Regions from separate parts of the Zea mays genome. Here regions 1 and 2 are each linked to region 3. Evidence: chromatin contacts called from public Hi-C and HiChIP or PLAC-seq data. All regions are on one chromosome and are shown on one strand. Each heading gives the region's core, a stretch centred on a gene start, on an enhancer-like site or on the middle of the called end of the contact. The rest is flanking DNA. Distances are from core to core; before and after follow the strand shown.

Evidence for each region. Hi-C and Micro-C count contacts between places; a contact is called where the count stands out from the background. HiChIP or PLAC-seq counts read pairs in DNA pulled down with a chosen protein or histone mark.
Region 1: a Hi-C map of leaf shows a contact between it and region 3, with 2.1 times the contacts expected there. The contact joins the promoter of LOC103649700 here to the promoter of LOC103649701 in region 3. A contact is called at or near these places in 4 of 25 Hi-C or Micro-C datasets (ear, leaf and tassel).
Region 2: an H3K4me3 HiChIP or PLAC-seq map of leaf shows a contact between it and region 3, with 3 times the contacts expected there. The contact joins the promoter of LOC100272723 here to the promoter of LOC103649701 in region 3. A contact is called at or near these places in 3 of 25 Hi-C or Micro-C datasets (ear, leaf and root tip) and 1 of 3 datasets of contacts at active chromatin or transcription factors (leaf).

The regions. Positions count from the first base shown.
Region 1 is chr3:12,589,377-12,594,021 of Zm-B73-REFERENCE-NAM-5.0, forward strand. It overlaps LOC103649700 (tryptophan aminotransferase-related protein 2-like), which reads left to right and starts at 2,301. Exons shown (of 5, transcript NM_001329389.1): 1 at 2,301-3,362; 2 at 3,811-4,126. The coding sequence starts at 2,842. LOC118476783 reads right to left here and starts at 966. Exons shown (of 7, transcript XM_035966556.1): 1 at 928-966.
Region 2 is chr3:12,520,748-12,525,408 of Zm-B73-REFERENCE-NAM-5.0, forward strand. It overlaps LOC100272723, which reads left to right and starts at 1,406. Exons shown (of 3, transcript NM_001147176.1): 1 at 1,406-1,818; 2 at 3,070-3,348; 3 at 4,108-4,661. The coding sequence starts at 1,480.
Region 3 is chr3:12,720,840-12,725,611 of Zm-B73-REFERENCE-NAM-5.0, forward strand. LOC103649701 (protein RST1) reads left to right here and starts at 2,192. Exons shown (of 24, transcript XM_008675433.2): 1 at 2,192-2,970; 2 at 3,657-3,740; 3 at 4,529-4,772. The coding sequence starts at 2,302.

The DNA of each region.
Region 1 (4,645 bases), core at 1,051-3,550, 130 kb before region 3:
GTCTTGCTGATCTGTTCGATACCTGATGATGTTTACAGAAATTTGCGTGTGTGTTCTATTTATATCCATCCCACTTTTATTTGTAAGAATCCTACTTTATTACATCAAACATTAACTGTTGCAAAACTTAATTTGGTGTGTTTTATTGTGGAGTTCATTTCTAAATAATACATAACGCAACCATTAACTGTACTTTAGAGCATTATATTTTCTGCTGCTTTATTTATAGTCTGTTTCAGCTAGAGTCAAATGCATATTAGGTTTGCTACCTTATATTTTTTTTTTCACTTATTCCTTTTGTTCGACCATACAGTCACTGGCTAATGGCATTGAATCTGAGCTAATTCATTGTAGATTGCAAGTAAAAATGAGTTGTCAAGATGCCATCTTATATTAAAACGTCTTGTCATTGAGCTAACACAGTCACTGTATTGTAGCTGTAAAATGTGTAGGGCAAAACGAATCACGACACCAGTCTGTTTCTCCCCAAAAAGGTATAGTTCCAAGAAACTATTGCGGGACATAGTAACATCTAAGGAAGTGCCACATGACCACACCTAACCTGAAAAAATGCAGACAGCCTATCCATGGACACCAAATCAACATAATAACAAAGAGAGGAGTGTATGCCTGTATCCATGTTTGTATCAAGAAAAATGGGAAACAATTATCCACGCATGCAAATAGAAGAGAAAGTAGCTGTAAAACGTGCAGGACAAAATGAATCAAGACACCACTCTGTTTGTGCAGCAAAAAGTAGAGTTCCAAGAAACTAATGTGGGACATAAGGACATCTAATCAACGCTGCAGAAGAGGGATGGTGGACATAAGGACATCTAATCAACAACCATCTAAAAATGCAGACAGTGTATCCACGGACACCAAATGAACATAACCAAGAGAGGGATGGTGGAAGGAGTCGCTCACCTCGAATAGCTGCAGAAGAGACCGAGAGGAGAGCCTGAGGACCTGCGCGTGTCTGCCCTGCTGGTACGTAGCAGATCTACAAGAACAACAGTTCCTATGAGCTAACACATATGATGCAATGAAGAGACGACCAAGAACCAACAGAAAAGAAATTAGCATCAGAAGAAAGGAACGGACGATGAGAACGACGGAGTCGAGGAGGAGAAAGGCGCTTCCGCCGGGTACCAGGCCGACGGAAAGAGAAATACACCAGCGTAGGGGCTCCATATATGTAGCAGAAAGCTGCGGGATGGGCGCTATGGTGAAGGACACGAGAACAGTGAGGCTGCGCTGTTGATAAAGCACAGGCGACGGGACGGAAGAACAGCGAAGGGGCTCCCCTCACCTAACGTCATGGGCAGATGCACCGGAGCACAGCGACGCGTGACGACCTCGACAGGAGATTTACAGGGGCGCAATGGTCTCGCTAACGGCGATTTTTGAAAATCGTAGATCTACAGTATCCAACGAGCTGTACCCGGTGCGTGCGCTTTTGGAGAAGGCGAGGCGGCGCACTCACCTGGCTAACGGCGAAGCGCCGGCCGCAAGCCCCCGCCGTCCTTGGCCCGTGCCGCTCCGTCGCAGATCCGGTCGCCGCGCCGTTCGTGGAAGACCCGGTCGGAGCCGCCCAGGTCGCGACACGACTCCCGGGGCAGGCGTGGACGAAGCCAGCTCCTCTCCCGCAGGCACGACGGCGGTCCTCAGGCGCGGACGCCGGCGCGTCGCCGTGGGAGGCCGTGTCGCAGAGGCCCAGGTCCGAGCCGTCCATGTCGCGGTACGCGGCGTTGAGGCGGATGCGACGCGCTGGATTGCTCATGAGCAGTGTTTGTGGCCACGGCGGATGCGACGCGCTGGATTGCTCACGAGCAGTGTTTGTGCCCACGCGTCAAACGTGCAACGGTTGAAGAGCCCTGAATCGCGGAGAGGGCTTGAATCCCGTGTGCCTTTTAACTAAAAGAAATGAGCATGTGGGCTAAACCTATGAGAGAACCGGTCAGTGTTTCTTGCGCGCGGCTTAACTATCCGTGAGCCGGCTGAGCCGATGGGCGCTCAGCGGACAGGAATGTGGCAAGCTGGAGATCACCTTTCTTGGTTCCTGTCTGCTTTCGGTTGTCCACACTCCACAGTGCTGTAGACAGTAGTCGTGCGACTCGTGCTGCGTGCCTAGCACTAGCGGCGTAGTAGTGGGTGACTTGATCCGATCATGCGAAGGGCAGAAAGAATATATTGCGTCCGGGAGATCCATGGTGGGTCGACCTCGACCCTATAAAAAGCGCATCACTTCACTGCCCTCCCCTTCTCCTAGCTGATCCCTGCTGCAGCACTAAAGCTTAGCTTTGAGAGCTTCTCCCTTGTTTGCAGCGTTGCTAAGTGCTAACACCCTTCTCTCTCCCCTCCTGTCTGCTCTTCCTGTCGGTGCCCACTGCTGCTGTTCAGCTGATACAGTCTTAAGCTCAGTTACTGCCGCCGGTTTCCAGCAAAGGCTCTCGCAGCGCACTTGTGCCTGAACCTTCAGGCCTGTGGCAGGAGAGTGTGGGGAAGCAGCACAAGAAGAAACAGTGGAATCAGAGGGGAAGCAAAGCTCCAAGAGGGGGAGCCGTCTTCAGCCCGCTCCCAGCAGCCTCGCTCGCGGTCGTCCGCCGCTCGATCGAGCTCGCAACCGGCGGCCAGCCTCCTCCTCCTTTGGCAAGAAGGATTTCCACCTTTTTTTTTCTTTTTGCAAAAGAGCCTTTTTTCCCCTCCTTTTCTTCCGTTTGCTTCCCCCAACAAGCTGGGAGCTAGCTAGCGGCCAACAAGCCGAGTTCCGAGCCAGCAGGCTGTAGACCTTGGCAGCAAGCGCGCGATCTCTCTCTCTCTCTCACTCTTTCTCTAGGCATGCCTTCGGCGGCATTACACCTTGGCACGTCGGTGGAGGCCGGCGGCGGCTTCCAAGGCACCGGTGCCATGGCGCCGTCCGCGCGCCTCCTCACCCCCAAAGGCGCCGGCGCTGCGGCCGGGCCCGCGCAGGCGCAGAGTCGTCGGGAGGAAACGGCCAACGGCGGGGGCGCTGGCCCTGACCTTGCCGCACTCCGGCCCACCACCACCACCAACAGGCCGCGCGGGAAAGCCCAGGCCGGGAAGCCCAGCAGGCGGGCGCCGATCTGGAACCTGAAGGCCGCCGTCTTCGCCTCCGTCGTCCTCAACGTAGGCCTCCTCGTCCAGCACTACGTCAGTAGCACGGCTCCGTCGCACCACCACCACCGCCAGGGGCATCAGGCCTGCCCGATGCATCTAGATGCTGGCGCCAGCCGCGACAGAAGGGGGAGGCAGGAGGATCCGCTGTCCGTGCCCAAGGCCGGGGCGCCGTCGACGGGCAAGCCGGCGGTGACGCCGGACTCGGTGATCAATCTCGATCAGTGAGTACTCAGTACTCAGTTCAAAGCTTTCCTGCTTTTCTTGCTGCCGCGCGCGTTTGCATGCCAGCTCGTTTGTTCCCCAGGTCAGTGCTTCTGCTTCACTAATCACTATCCATCTCATTCCAAATGGGATCCAACATCCTGTTAATTTAATACAACGCTCGAGTCTCCACCCCCTACTGTATTTGCAATCCGCGGCTGCGCCTTGCAAATGGGAGGTGTTCGGTGTTCTCGCCCCACGAGGACCCAGGACCCCCACCCCACGGGTGGGGCCGGGCGCATGCATGTCCCTGTGCAATGTTATTGGTGTCAATGGAGAATGAACTCCGGCGCGCGGATCATGTTTGCTGGCGATTCATGCACCTTGATGCTTCGTTTCAATTGTAGTATCAGAGTCACCACTGATATACTATAGTATGGCTTTTGACATTCGGCTTGTCGGGTGCAGCGGCGACCCAACCATGTTCGAGGAGTTCTGGCGGGGGACGGGGGCCGCCGCCGAGATCGTCATCCCGGGGTGGCAGACCATGAGCTACTTCTCCGACGTGGGCAACGTGTGCTGGTTCCTGGAGCCGGGCCTGGACCAGGAGGTGCGGCGGGTGCACCGGCTGGTCGGCAACGCCGCCGTGGACGGGTACCACGTCGTCGTCGGCACCGGCTCCACGCAGCTCTTCATGGCCGCGCTGTACGCGCTGTCGCCGCCCGCGGGAGCCGGCGCCGGCGCTGCGCCCATGAGCGTGGTGTCCACGGCGCCCTACTACTCGGTAAGTTTTTTCCCACCCAGTCCCATGAGCGGAGGCCCGCGCGTGCGTGGTCCAGAGTCCAGACCAGCGGCCTCTGTCGCACGCTGTGGCGCGTGGGTTTGCTGATGCATGGTATGGTCGCGTGGCAATGATGAGGAGATGAGGGGGACACCGATGGCGCCACTCATCTTTGTTTCCTCCCCCTTGTCCCAGACACTACTCCTGAGTGAGTCCTGACTGACATTACTGTGCTCGTCCGGCCCCCGGCCCCGAGAGGGATGGTCATCGATCTCTTCTCTCGCCGCCGTAGGGCCGGCAATTACTGCGCTGCGATCGGCGATCTGATTTGTGGGTAGCCGACATGTCTCTTTAAACAATGATCCATCCATCATTAGCAGCTCCCCTTCTAGAATCTCGGTATGTACTTGTGGTTAGGACGACGTTAGGTCAGCATTATGCTTGTGCATGTTAGGCGGCAGGCGTGTCCTTCAAAACTGAGCTCCACTGCTCCATGTGCACGGCCGGCGCCGGCAGGAATCG
Region 2 (4,661 bases), core at 156-2,655, 200 kb before region 3:
GCAAAACAGGAGGAATTCCTGAAACTTCTGGTTCCTAGCGCGAAGTAGCAACACTGGCAAATGAGAAAAATTGAAAATTAACATCCAATTCGCAAGCCTATCAAGATTAACCTGCATGTCAATAATTCACAATGTCATTGTGTAGGGGTGTAAATCTTAAAAGGCTGCAAATTAGGTGTCAAAACCGCACATCAAAATTGTAGTCTCAAAATTAGCGAAAACAAAACTTGAAATAACTTGCATATATTTCAAATATCCACCATATATTTCAAACAATCTACTCCCTCTCCTCCGTAGCTTCTATCTTAATTTTGCTCAATAATGTTAAACTCCTTTTTATTATGATTTGTTTTTCGCCATAAAATGGTGAAAGTATAGTGAGATATATAAGTGTACATTCGGGCCGTCCAGCCCGGCCCGATCCAAGCCCGAAAAAGCCTGTATTGTTTGAATTTCGGGTCGATCTGGGCCGGCCCACAGACCTAGCCCTCGGCCCGACACGTAATTGCTTAAACGTGCCGGGCTCATTTCGGGCGGCACGAAATTCAATTTCTGGTCCGAAATTCAGTTTTTTGCCCGAAATTCACGTCAGGGTCCGGAATTCACATCAGAGCCCTAAATTCAAAACAAATTTAATAAAACAAATAAAAGATAAGACAAATAAATTTGAACAAAAGCAAACTTAACATTTGTATTAAAGTTACCAGAGCTATGTAATGACTACCTCGTTTACAAATCATTTTATTAGAAGGAAAACGAGTATAATCAGCTCTATACAAAATTCGTAAGTTCAGTTTATTATCTAATGTTCATAACAAAAGTAAAATTACATCACATACTCTAATTCAAAGCTACAAAAAACATCTAGCTAGCATTATCTCTAGATTTGTGTTCTTTATCAAATACAAGAAAGTGTGAAATGAAGTGTGGTTTTAATAAATATATGAGCCTTTTCGTGTCTTTATATGAGTTATTTCGTGCCTGCCTTAAATGGGCCGTGCTCGTGCCCACCCATGGGCCGCGACCTCGACCTAAAATATTTCGGGTCATGCTGTGTCTGGGCTGTGTTTTTTTTTTCGTGCTTCGGACCGACCCAAATGTACATAGATATGAGGCAATCATTTGTAATTATTTTTCTTGCACTGAAAAAAGGGAGAAGCGAGAACTTTTCTCCATTACCTAGCAAAACAACAAGAAAAGAAAAGAATGGATAGAGGCAGGAGAAGGGGAACCCGACCTGGTAAAGTCTGGACCAGTAAAAATGAGAGCCCAGGTGTTAGCCCAAACTAGGCCCAAGCAATATGCGAATTGCAGAGCTGGAGGCCCGGAGCAACGCGAACCGACTCGCCGTCCCGTCCCGTCTCGCCTCGCTTGCTTGTCCCCATCCGGATTACTCTTCCGCTCCCTTCCCCTCCTCACCTCACCACCATCTCCAGCTCCATCCGCACCAACATCTCCACCAACCGACACGGCGAGGAGATGAACGCGTCGCAGTTCATGGACAAGCAGATCCTCGGCCTCGCCGCCTCCGCCTCCCCGTCCGGCGGCGGCGCGGGGGGCGGTGGGGGTGTGGATCTCAGCGATCTGATGATCCCGATCCCCCAGGAGGACGGCGAGGACCGTCTCCGTCGCCGGCGTAGCAGTAGCAGCGTCAACGGCACATCAGACGACATGCTACCCAGCTACGATTTCCAGCCGATCCGCACCGGCGGCGCCACCGCCGCCGCCCCCGTGTCTCAGGCCTCGTGGGGATCGCTCGACTCCAAGGCACCCTCCGCCTCTGCCTCTGCCTCCGCCGCCGCCTCATACAACCTCAAGGTATGACCTTCCACCCTGTGGTGGTACTCCCGCTAGATCTGCCGAGTCCCAATCTCGTAGTGCTCTGCGCCTCTGCCTATTTTCTGAGTCGAATGCGTCTCCGAACTTTTTTTTTTATCCTTGTAGGTCATCACTTCATCATGCGACTAGTTTAGTCAGAGAACTTTTAACTCGTAATCACTGTTGAGATTTGCAAATTTCAGTTAGTTACTGTTTTCTCCCATATGTTGATGTGTTCGTAATCGAAATGGGATGGATGGGCAGAGAAGACGGGCCATTTTTTGTAGCTGGTTTCAATTGAATGAGCATAGTCAACTGATAAGCTTTATTGCATGCAGCCCACACCAAAAGACTCTTGTGAAGTATTGTTTGAATGTTTATCTTTTTTTCCTCGAATGTCCAGGAGTACTGCGCATAACTAAATTAAGAAGATAAAAGGGCAAAATAGACCTGTACAAAAAACCACCAACCATAGGTGGTAACCTAGGTTGCAAGAGACTGTTTGTCTTGGATACTCCTAGAGATGTTCAGAGTAGCCCCATCAAAGACACAGGTGTTTCCACAGCCACTAGGACCACTTTAATGTCCGGAGTAGGCCACTAGAATGTTTATCTTTTGCTACACACTAATGTGTCGATGACTCTGTGCTAGCCTGTTAGATAAAGAATCTACAGACCCATATGGGAATTCAAATGTTCTTATATTGATTGTCTGGTAAATCAGCGCTGCCAAATTGTGCTCAGAGTTTGTTTCTGCCAGAAACTACACATTTTTGTGGATAGACCACTATAAGATATTGTACACGGACAGCTGATAGCATCACCCACTGTTCCCTATTTGAACTGAGCCTACCCGAGCTGTATATGTTTCACCTTTTCTCCCATCTAACAAGTTACCTATACTCTTCACTCTTTTTTCAGCCAAGTTCATTTACATAGTTAGCTATACTCTTCACCCCTCTGTCAGCCAAGTTTGATTGCATTGTATAATGCTTAATTAGTTACTACTGTGATTTAACTTTGTGAGTATCAGCTATCTATTGATATGTGCAAAACAGACATCCGTTTCAGGTTTGTTGGCTTGTAAAGTGAGGATCTATTTATATAATTGAAGCATGTGTGTGCACTGTGTTTCTTTGAAAGACCAACTTAACTGTTCATCATTGAGGGTTCAAAACTTCAAAGTGATGACATCATCACATCAATAGCATCTCCTTTATTATATACTTACAATCTTCCTTGTTCTGAATAGAGTGCTGGTATATTGGAGCCACATGTGCTGAAGAAAGTTAGTCATGAGGAAGACAGGAGTAACTTCCCTACAGTTACTATCGCAGATATTGATCGAACCATGAAGAAGTACTCTGATAACCTTTTGCATGCACTGGAAGGTGTAAGCTCAAGGCTTTCACAGATGGAGGGCAGAACACACCAACTAGAAAACTCTGTTGATGAGTTGAAGTTAACAATTGGTAACTATAATGGTAGCACTGATGGAAAACTCAGGCACCTTGAGAACATGCTCAGAGAGGTAGGTTACATGTGACTCTCCCTTCTTTAGTTTGCTAGTCTTTGCTCCATATGTGGTGGAAAAGACTCTGTAATGCAGTAGCAAACATTTATGCACTTCTGAGTGACCACATTTTATAGACCTATTTCATGTTACTGACTTACTGTTTTTATTCATACCATATTTTATAGATAATGTTTTCCATTCAAATGGAGGATTTACAACGTTTCATGTTTATTGCCGGCTTGCCACAAAATGTTATATCATCATTTATTGATTGTAGCAGCACATAGGATAAAACAAGATAGTTCATATATGTTTGATTTGCTATTTTGGTAGATGTTCTCAGTCTCTTGTTCATTTTTGGTAGTACATAGACCTGGATGTGCTCACCCACTGTTGGTCTTTGTTGTTCAACAGATTTTTCATGCTGTACTTATTAGAGTTATTTTTTTGAAGTTGACTTGCTAGATGCAAATTAATCATATTTACTGGTTTCTCTCTCTCAGTATGTAACTGCATATTTATCTGTTTGTATTTTAGGGGCTTAGCTTAGAACATGGATGCAGTCATACACAAATAAGATGATTAGGTTGCTTCCTCATGTTAGATCTCATTAACATGCGAACCTTCTCTACCATTGCTTTTCTTCTTACTTGTTTAAGTATTGTTGCATGGCTAAGGACACTCATGGGATATATTATCCTGTATACTAGTCCTATGAATATACGATTGTTGTAAAAGAAAAATGCACCAAACTGAGTGCTTCATAACTTGCAGGTCCAAGCAGGTGTGCAGATTTTACGAGACAAGCAGGAAATTGTCGAGGCGCAACTCCACCTTGCAAAGCTCCAGACAACCAAAACTGATGCCCACTCATCAGAAAATAGTGGGTCTGGACATGCTGGCTCTCAGCCGGTGCCTCCTCCACAAGCAGCCATTCAGCCACAGCAAGTCTTAACCCCTTTGCAACCACCTGCACTTCCTGCCCTTCCTGCTCCAAATGCACCACTTCCAACGCTTCAAAGCCAACCACCATCACAGTTTCCAAGTCATTTACAACATTCACAGGTACCATCTGTGCCTTCTGTTGCACCGGTTCCCTCAGTTCCGGCTTTACCAAGGGATGCTTACTATGCTCCATCTTCTCAGCCGACCGAAACCATGCACCAGCAGTATCAAGCTCCGCCAGTTCCACAGCCTCAGGCCCCTCCTGCACCTCAGCAATACCAATCCCCATCCCAGTTCCCTCAATATTCACAGCCATCTCAGCCTTCAAACGTTAACCCTCCAACTCCACATGTGCCTCCTGCACCCCAGCAACCAGAGGAAAC
Region 3 (4,772 bases), core at 942-3,441:
TAAGTTTCTCATAATCCCCTCTATTCAAGCCATACCTAGACAATGTTTATGTCCTCTCAAGTAAAACATCACATCATTATGCGACATCGTTTCTCAAACTAAAATAAAGACAATGTAATATTTAGCCAAAATTCATGAGAGAGCTGTCCAAACACAGGTTACGGTTGTAAGGCACCTTTTTCCACCATATTGTTGCTAAAAAGTTGGAATATAAAGAATTCAAAAACAATAGATCACCTTTTAAAGCACAAATGATGTTTCTTTGATGTCGAGGGCATCCAGGAGAGCTTTTTGGAGAAATCACCTGTGCGTGGACCGTTAGGTCCCTTCCGACGGACCATCCGCGACACCTCGATACATCATGGATAGGAACTATGTTGAAACCACATTTCTACTATGGACTGTCCGAATGAGAGAAGAGCACCGTCCGAGACCAAGCACGGACCGTCTGGCCCTCAGACGTGGATGGTACGCCGATTGAAAACCTGAAAAACCCAAAGATGCCGGGTTCAGTAAAATTCATTTTTAGCGTCGTCGCGGGCCGTCCGAGGTGCACGTCCGCGACTGCTTTATCTGATATCTCACGACACATTTAATGCACCTATAGCCGTTGTTATGGTCGTTATTGCTAACCGTTGCAATTTCTACCATTGATGTGCAGGGGCAGTCCGTCCAGGCCAGGAGCGTAGACCGTCCGCGGTTGGTAGAAAGTGGGCAACGACTGGGAAGTGCTTGGTGGTTATAAATTTAATCCCACCCCCTCCATTCAATCCATCCAAGCATTCCATTCATTCACATTCAATACAAGAGCAAGCACATCACTCCAAGACACATTCAAAGCTCCCAAGCTCCTCCAAGTGCCATAATCATGACTAGTGATCATTATTGATTAGTGCCTTGGAAAGTTTAGAGAGAGTGTGATATTGTGTTTTTCTTGTTGTTCTTGTTGCTTGACTTTGTTGATCATGCTTTCTTCCTCTCCTTCTAAACTCTTAGTGACTTGTAAAGCTAGCAAGGGACACCTAATTGTGTGTTGATCCTTATGGGGTCTTAGTGACCCTCGAGATTAAGGAGAAACAATCAACCGGTCTAAGACTCTAAGTTATCGCTTGAGAGAGTTAAAGGGTTAAAAAAGACCCGACCTATGTGGCCTCCTCAACGAGAGTAGGTTCTTTAGAACCGAACCTCGAGAAACAAATCACCCGTGTCTTTGTGTTAATCTTGCATTACGATTTGATTCTTCCTCTCCCCTTTTTCTCTCTACGTTCTCTTACTTATCGTTTCGAGTTAGCTCCCAAACGTTATCCGCATTAATTGAGCAACTCATGGTAAGAAGAACTATCTTTCGCACACCGATTTCATTATTACTTGTTCTAACGCTAACTTCGGTTAAAGTTCGTGTTCAAAAATGATAATATTCAGGTTTCGCTTATTCACCCTCCTCTAGACGAACATAAAGAAATTAATAATGCACAAATTGCCTCAGAAATTTATATTTTTTTACGGAGACGCAAGATATGTACACATATAATCTTAAAAAAAATGTTTGGACTCAAGGTGTGGTTAAATGATTACAACAACTGTGTGGCTAGGTGATCACAACAACCGTGATATGTGTGGAATGATGTCCTACACGGTATCCGACAAAAAAATTCGTTACCGATGGTATCCGTCCGACACGCGACTATCCATATTTGCAGTTGAGAACATTTGTATTTGTATTCGTATTCGAAGCTATTCGTATTTGATTTTGAATCCGAATAAAAAATGAAAATAAATATGATTTCAATAATACCTGTCTATATTAAATCCATTTACATCCAAACCTGATGCATTACTCTTAGGGGTGTTTGATTCCCTACACTAAAGTTTAATACATATCACATCAGATATTTTAATGGCTACTACGAGTATTAAACATAGTCTAAATATAAAATTAATTACACAGTTGAAGACTTAATGACAAGACAAATTTATTAAACATAATTACTGTATAATTAACAAATATTTACTATAGCATGATTCTTCTTATTGTTTAGTCTTCATTTATAAAATAGTTTTATAATAATTAAACTATATTTAATATTTTTAACTGGGCTTTAAACATCTTATGTCATAGAGACTATAATAAAGAGAAGCCATCTTATGTCATAGAGACTATAATAAAGAGAAGCCAACGGAGCCTTAGGCTAGAGGTGTTGGGCTGGGATGAAACGGACTCCCAAACAGGCCCAACGCTAAAAAAACCACCCCCAGCTCCGTTCTCTTCCAAGTGGCCAGTGCCGTCTCCGGCCACCGCCCATGGCTATGCCTTCCTCCACCACGGCGGCGCTCTCCCGCCTCGTCGACCGCACCCGGGTTCCGGACCCCACACTGCAACGCCATGCGGTTGGGGCCGTCTTCCGCCACCTCCTCTCCCTCCCCGCGCCCCTCCCAGCGGCCGCCCACGACGCCACCTCAGCCCTCCTCGCTTCGCCCCACCCTGCAGTCGCCGCGCACGCTGCGGCCTCCATCGCCCGTCTCACCGCCACCCGCCCCGATCTCCTCCCCTCGGATGTCGCCCTCCCGCTCCTCATCGCGCCCCTCGCGGCCTCACCGTCCCCCCTGCTCGCCTCCTGCCTCGTCAAGGCAGTCTCCGCGCTCGCAACCTGCGCCCTCCGCTCCGGCTCTCGCTTCCCGGCCCACGACCACCCCTTCATCCAGGCGCTCGCGTCGGGGGCTGACGGCGCTCGAGCGGAGCTGATGCGGCAGGCAGCCGGGATGGTTGCCGACCGGGTGGATTGGGTGGTCAAGTTTCTGAGGCCGTTCGTGATGTTCTCCGTGGTGAGGAAGGGGGACGCCGCATTTGCCAGGGATTTGATCGGTGCATTGGCCGCAGCAGCCGTGGCAGCAGGGAAGGCTAGTGTCGCGATCCCGGTTCTGAAGATGCTCCAAGACAGCATGCTGCATTTCGGCCGCGGGGACGATCAGGTATTTGTGTGGTCTCGAGGATTATATACTTTCTTACTCCCAGTGATGCTGTAGTTAGCAATTCTGCGAGCTGTTGTGCAAATAGGAGCTCACCAATGTGTACTGTGATGTTTTGGTCTAATGTGAAAGGGCCTCTAGTCGAGTTGGTTAGGTGGTCTGACTAGTGATCCTCAAGTCTTGGGTTTGACTCCCATATGAGCGAATTTCAGGCCGTGGTTAAAAAAAATCCCCTCCTCTGTCTCATACCAAAGCACAGATCTAAGACCTGGATCCGGTCGCATTCATTTTAATATGGGCTACGGTGCCGCTGTGTATGGGTGAGACAAAGGTTCGAGGGTTTTCTCGACCTGCGTGAGAAAAGTCTTCTTTTTAATATAATGCTATGGGGGCGGTCTTATCCGCAGGTCGAGTTTTTTTTGTTGTTGATGTTTTGGACTAATTCTGATAGCAGTTTTGGTGTGCATTCCATCATGGAAGTGATGACTTCATCAGTGATTCCACTGTTATTGTCTAGTCCGGATTGGTTCATAGATCACATTGTAACAAAAAAGGTAGGGAAAAATTGTAGGTTTGAGATGCTCGTACTATATATGTCATATCTGGAGATGTGCTACATTGCAGTATGCTGTTCGCAATAATTATCTTCATATGAGTTTTTTTAATTACTTATTCTTTCTTTTCTTCAGGAAGTGCGGCTATGGCTTAGTTCCGCAGAGTGTTTGGTTGATGCTTATGTCGTGCTACTGAGGAAGTTAGCTCATGGTCAAATGGTACCAGTCTTCCTTTTGCTTAATTTGTGCAATGAAATATTAGAGTTACTAATGGCTGCAAATTAACCAATGAGATGTTCGGATGGCCTCTACACTAGGTTATTCTACTTATTAAGATAAGACTAGAAAATTTGTTTATGCTCTTAATAGAGATGATATCTGCTGGTCTCTAGAACATTTTAAATGGATTGAGGATGGTCATTAGTGGAATCTTTATCACTTGATGAAAATTTGATAATGTCGTGGAATCCAGTTAATGGACTTATCCATTTGGGCAGAGTTTGTTACTTAGTTTATACTGGATGCATTCTGTCGACATATATACCTAATACCTATCAGTATACTTCCCCACTTGATTTATCATGATCCATGAAACAAAAGGGTACAATTTTTAAAAATTACATGCAATATTTTCTGAAATTTTGTAGATTTGCAGTGGTATACTCCTGCATGGTGTGATATTATGGTGTTATTACATCATTTCTTTGGTGCGTGGACTATTCAGTAATTGTTATGAGCAGATTCTTTGCTTTAGAAGTACCCCATCGTATAAGTGTTCCTGTGATGCATTAACTGTATACGTAGCTTTGTTTTACATATGAACTTCTATGTTTTATTACTTAATTAGGTTGACTTAACATTGAACTTCTCCCTTGTTTTATTACTCATTGATGAGGTGCAATTAATCGATGTTTGTTTTCGTGCAATTACTTGAATTCAAGTTCTTATATGATTGTTGTGCCTCATATCATATATATAACATCCTGGTGACTTTTTTTGTTTAACAGCCTACATATGATGCTCAAGCAAGTAGTGCGACATTGATGGAAACACTCCTATCACAATATTCATTTCATCAAAAATTTCTGGGAATTGATTCAACAATTTTTGGGTTATCAAAACATTTATTCTTGGTGCAAAAGGATCTTGGATTATGCTATATACCTGAGATTTCTGTTGTCCTTAGCTCTCTTTCTTACTCTCTCACTGGGCTAGAGTTTGAACATGAACAGCTAGCTGCCTTGAAACTTC